2 separate regions of the Rattus norvegicus genome follow, and region 1 is linked to region 2. A link is a contact called in public Hi-C data. All regions are on one chromosome and are shown on one strand. The core of a region is the stretch at or near the end of the contact, and the rest is flanking DNA. Distances in the headings are between cores, read along the strand shown. Region 1 holds the start of Creb3l2 (cAMP responsive element binding protein 3-like 2). Region 2 overlaps Creb3l2 (cAMP responsive element binding protein 3-like 2).

Region 1 (2,700 bases), core at 149-2,648, 44 kb after region 2:
CTCTCTCTGTCTCTCTCTCTGTCTCTCTCTCTGTCTCTCTCTCTGTCTCTCTCTCTGTCTCTCTCTCTCTGTCTCTCTCTCTCTCTGTCTCTCTCTCTCTCTCTCTCTCTCTCTTTCTCTCTCTCTCTCTCTCCTTCTAAGAGGTCTGAACAAAGCCACATTACAAGCACTGGCTATTACAAACAGGATTTTCTCTTGCAAAAAAAGCTAAAAGTGACATCTTTAAAAGATTCACGCTTCTGACAGCTGAGTCTCCAAAGAGGTCTCTGCAGGAAAGAACTCGTGAGCTGTCCCATCTTTCCCCAGAGCCTCTCAGAAACATGCCTCAGATTTTCCAAACTTCTCAGAGATCTTTCTCCTGAAAAGGGGGGTAGGAGTTCGCGGCTACACAGACTAAGCAGCCAAGTGAGGCAGCCGCCTTCCAGTGTGGGGAAGAAAGGCTTTTAAGACTCACGAACATTTTAAAGATATAAACAAGAAAGTAAAGAAACTGGGTGGGGTGGGGATAAAAAACCATATGGGAAGAAAATATTACATTAGCTTGTCCAAATTTTGGTGTGTGTGTGTGTGTGTGTGTGTGTGTGTGTGTGTGTGTGTTAGTTACAAACCTTAGCATACCCCCCCCCCAAAATCAATGTAACTGGGTGGAGGCATTATTCTCAAAACGCGTCCCTTCCCAGCGTTGCTGTACCGTTAGCAATAGGAAATGGTGCGACTGATAGGAAAACACTATAAACTGCTTTGGAATACAAAGGGTGATTTATTCGGAAGAAAGTTTAAAGGTCCCAGCTGTGCACCTTCAAGTGTTCATAGAAGAAAACTCCTTTCACCAGACCTCTAGTTATGGCCATGCCCCTTCCCAAACGCTGCCTCCCAGGACCCAGCTGGTGACAAAATCCACTTTTCTCCTCACCCCCGCCCCCCTTTGCCCGGACCACGGGTCCTCACCGTGTGGTACATGAGAGCCTCAGTCTCTCCGGGTTCTGACAGCTCGCTCAGCTTGCGGTCCCACTGCAGGACACTCTGCTCCCCGCTCTCCAGCACCTCCATGGCGGTGGGCACCGCGCAGGGCCGAGGATGCTGAGGCAGGAAGGGACCACGCAGAGCCGCCGCGGGCGGGTGAGACGCCTCTCTCCGCGGGTACTTGCGTGTGCGCGAGTGGAACTTATGCACTGGAGCAGGAACCCGCGAGAGCCCTGCCGAAGGCTCCACGACCCGTGTCCTCGGAGATCTGTGAATCCCCGGGGAGGACAAAACTGCTGGGATCGGGCGGGAAGTGCAGGGGTTAAATCGGGCTGTGCATCCAAAAGGAAGGCAAGAAGGCAGCTTTCATCCCAAGAAAGTCCTCCCGCAACAAGCCCACTCCCCACTAGTGTTCCAGACAAACTTTGAGACTCCCTTGGGCTTTTGAGCTCTGCCCCTGGATCCAGAGGCGACCCCACCTCCTTCCAGGCCAGTGACCAATCGGACGCGCGTCTTGCCATCTATACCGTATCAAAAGTCCCTCTCTCATCCATGTCCCGCCCCCAGAGACAGAGTCGAGGGAAGTCTCCGCCTAGACCTCGGAATGTGGGCGGAGAGGCTCTTTTACGTCATCGAGGAACGCCTCCTGCCGGAGCGTCGAAACGGACCAATAGGGTGCTTGGGTCTAGAAATGATAGACTGGAACATAGATCAATGAACGAGGGGGACCTGGCGGAGCCAACCAATCAAATAGCGACAAGAATACATTTTTATAAGAGAGGGCGTGCGCGTCCAGTGTGCTCCCTAAGAGTCTCCGCTTAAAGGAGTTTTGTTTCGCGAGTTTATTTCCTCAGAGAAACCAAGCAGATTGAAGCGCTGTCCACATTTCAAACTGTTTAGGTCGCCTGACTCTGGATTTTAAAAAATGCACTACATATATGAAAAGGCGCACGTGCACAGAATTCTGAATTATCACAGTTCTAGCACACTCGTTGCCTGCTTTTTATGTAGTTTTATGGGCTTTATTAAACAGATATTAACCAATGACACACTTTGCCAAGTCCTAAATCAGTGGCCTGATTTTTTTTTTAATTCATAGAGTTTTGTTGATTTGTTCTGTTTTTGAGATAAGGTAGAATGTAGGTAGCCCAGGCTGTCCTCAACCTTGCTGTGCAGCTGAGGCTGGCCTTAAACTCCTGATCTCCCTGCCTCGCTTCCCGGAGAGCTGGGAGGGACTACAGGGTTATGCTACTAGTGCCTGGTTCACAGATCTTTTATTCCCAGTGGAATGTCAGGCAAAAAATGAGAGAATGGGCAGGTGGATACTATTTCAGATACTGGTCAGGGAGGTGACATTTGTGTGGCATGTGGATGAAGTGGGGCTTAGAGGAAAGCAAGTGTTTTAATGCACCCCAAAGTGAGTGGTGGGAAAGAGTTCTAAGCCTTGACCCCATTAGAGAAGAAAGGGCCCATTCTGTGGAATTTCCCCCAACATGATTTTTCTTTTTCCTTTTTGATGATTCCTTTTATAGAAACAGCCCTAGTCTGCTATAGCTTAGCCATTTTACATACAAGGGAAATGCTGTGGTTCCAGGTGGTTCTTACAGGGAACAGTCAGGTATCAGGTCTACAGAGTATAGTGTCTTCCTTAAAGCATGGCTTTGCTGTATGGGGACACTCAAAAGTCTCAGAACTTTACACTGTCTTTGAGCAACATTTCATCTTCATGTAAATGAG
Region 2 (2,700 bases), core at 73-2,572:
TGAGAAAAATCTACACATCCTTATTATCCATCCTGTGACTAATACCATGCTAGGCTTCCCCCCCCAAAAGTCAATTAAGGCCATCTGGGAAACTTGGAGATGATTTGTTGTGTACGCTCTGCACGTCCTCTGTATCTGGATTTCTATCTCCTCCACAAGGCACCTCCTTCCCCATCTCCTGGCTGCTGATTCCAAATCCTTCCCAGGCCCTCAGCTGCCCATATCAAAAGTCAGCTCCAAAAGATGGTACCCATGCCTCCACTGGGGTCCCCAAACCCTGTTTTAGTATCCACCTTTGCTCTTGTCATTATCTGAAATTAATGTTTATCTGTTCTGGACTTTCTTATGTGACTCCTACTTTGTTGACTGATTGACAGTGACGCTACCCCACCTATAAAGGGAAATCCTCCACGTAGGAGGTGCTCAGTAAATATTTGCTGACGTTACCAACACTATGGTTTCCTGGCATCTCTTTCTCCTTTGACCCCAGGTCCGGCCACAGTCATTTATTTCCCTGCCCAGGAGCTTAAGAATCCTTCAGTCGTTTCAGACTTTTAAAAGTGTGCCCATTGGTGTCTCCTGACTCCATCATGATTTTTTCCTGGGAAGTAGCAGAATTCAGGGCTAGGGAGTTTGTCCCTCTAAGTCACTGTAATTGCTTTTAAAAGAGGACCAGCTCCTAGCATTGCCCTGCTGAAAACCTGCACATCACTGGGCTGATTAATGGCCACTCCACATAACACATTCCTGCACCATGACCAACTTGGGGCACCCGCCTTCTCTCTTCACACACACTCCAGCCTGGCTGAGCTCCGAGTAACTGGAGGATGAATAATGGTGTCTGAAATTTTTCTGTTGGTTTTGCTAATGTTCTTTAAAAAGGCCATTTACAACACAGAGTCTCCACGAAGGGAAGGTAATATGGGGTTGCGGAGGAGAAAGATTTGGGTCATCCATGACCACCCTGGAATGTTGACAACAGGCACAAGGGTGTATCCCATGTATGGGGTTCTGGCTTGACTTCCATGTACCTTAAGGCCAGGATATATACAATGAGCTACTTCTAACACCAACCTTAAATCAGAATGTACCTGTGATAGGAAGGAAGGAAGGAAGGAAGGAAGGAAGGAAGGAAGGAAGGAAGGAAGGAGAGAAGGAAGGAAGGAAGGAAGGAAGGAAGGAAGGAAGGAAGGAAGGAAGGAGAGAAGGAAGGAAGGAAAAGCCTTTATCCAAGCCTGTTTTCACATGGTGTCTAGGCAACTGTTGATGCAGACTAGCTCATAAACAGCTGGAGGTCAGACAACCAAGGAAAGGAGAGGTCTTCACTGGTAGTCAACAAAGAGGACCTTTGCAGAGTGGAAAAACATCATCAAGACTTTTCACACCAGCCAGAGATATCACACAGACATGCAACCTCATCAGGAGGAAAAACAGAGGTAGGTGTGTGTGTGTGTGTGTGTGTGTGTGTGTGTGTGTGTGTGTGTCTGTACGCAGGCAGAAAGAGAAAACAAAGCTGTTCTGGAGAGCCATGGGGTAAAAAAACAGAGAGAGAAGATCCCATCCAAGAGGCCTCTGCTGGGGCTTCTGCTATTTTCAGCCTCCACAGGATAACCAGGCGTTTGCCCTTTGACCCTGAGGTGCTAAACAGTATCTGTTATATTTACATAGAATGGATAAGCAAGATGATGGTTGAAATGGAGCCACAGTGTTGAATGATTCTAGGAGTTGGCACTTAGCGACACCTTGTCCTAACTGTGTATTATTTTTCCTAAAAAGAAAAGGCTACACAGCACTGAGGATATAACTGGCCGACTACAGATAACCTTCAGGCCTGCAGAAAGTCAACAGCTGCCCAGTAGAAGCAGCAGTGGCGGCAGGCAGGGATCATCTCTCCGGAGCCTGCTCTCCCTGAAAGGTCTTCAGCTCACTGCTTTCAGGAAACTCAGCAGGTGGGAAGGTTTTACACGGAGGAGCCAGGTGCAGCCCTCAGGCTGTCACGTTCCCACAGGTGCCTCACCTACATCCAAAGGTCGGAGGAGCACCCCTAGTTTTAAAGTGGAGGAGCACCCCTAGTTTTAAAGTGGATCGTTTAGTGCCTGTAACGCTGCACTCACAAACCTGTCCCACATTTGTTGGATCTCCAGCACCACAGATTGAAACAGACAGAGGGAGATGGAGAGAAGACAAGGACTGGGGCGGGGGGGCGGGGGGGAACAGAGATACAGAGACACAGAGAAAGATAGAGAGAAAGAGAGAGCTTTCTCAAAAAAGATCGTTTGGTTTGAACGAGCTCTGCAGGTCTCTCAGGGGTGAACGTTATTCTTAAACCTGAGAAAGGAGCCTGGAATGTTTCTGCCTTCTTTGGCCATGAGTGAGGGGAGAGGCAGGGAGGCTGGGGAGTTGGGTGATCCATTGCCCCGGTTTGCCCTCTACTTTCCTGGTACGCCCCACAGTCCCAGATGCCCAGGAGGAGACAGGCTGCAGATTACCTCAGCACCAGCACTTGGCCCTCCTCTGTCAGCAGATCCCAGAGGCAGGATGCTCTGCTCCAGAGGGACCCTGCTCTGAAATACAGCCTCACTCGACCCCTCTCCAGGGACCCGGGAGGCTGGGATCTTATTTGGCATTAAACAAAATTCTCCAGCTTTCCTATGGTCTTCACACCTTTTTTGAGGCAACTTTTCTTGTGTCGAAGGCTGG

What was found. Hi-C and Micro-C count contacts between places; a contact is called where the count stands out from the background.
Region 1: a Hi-C map of the A7r5 cell line shows a contact between it and region 2, with 3 times the contacts expected there. The contact joins the promoter of Creb3l2 here to the enhancer-like site in region 2. A contact is called at or near these places in 2 of 12 Hi-C or Micro-C datasets (the A7r5 cell line and liver).

What each region holds. Positions count from the first base shown.
Region 1 is chr4:66,989,434-66,992,133 of GRCr8, forward strand. Creb3l2 (cAMP responsive element binding protein 3-like 2) reads right to left here and starts at 1,399. Exons shown (of 12, transcript NM_001012188.2): 1 at 949-1,399. The coding sequence starts at 1,050.
Region 2 is chr4:66,945,544-66,948,243 of GRCr8, forward strand. All of the region lies in intron 1 of Creb3l2 (cAMP responsive element binding protein 3-like 2), which reads right to left. Among named protein-coding and RNA genes, the nearest start is that of Creb3l2, 44 kb to the right of the region's middle. Within about 2 kb of position 1,323, at least 20 of the 93 cell types and tissues checked have an H3K27ac peak or open chromatin away from gene starts, as enhancers often do. A contact at or near this core is called in the A7r5 cell line and liver, where this site is marked.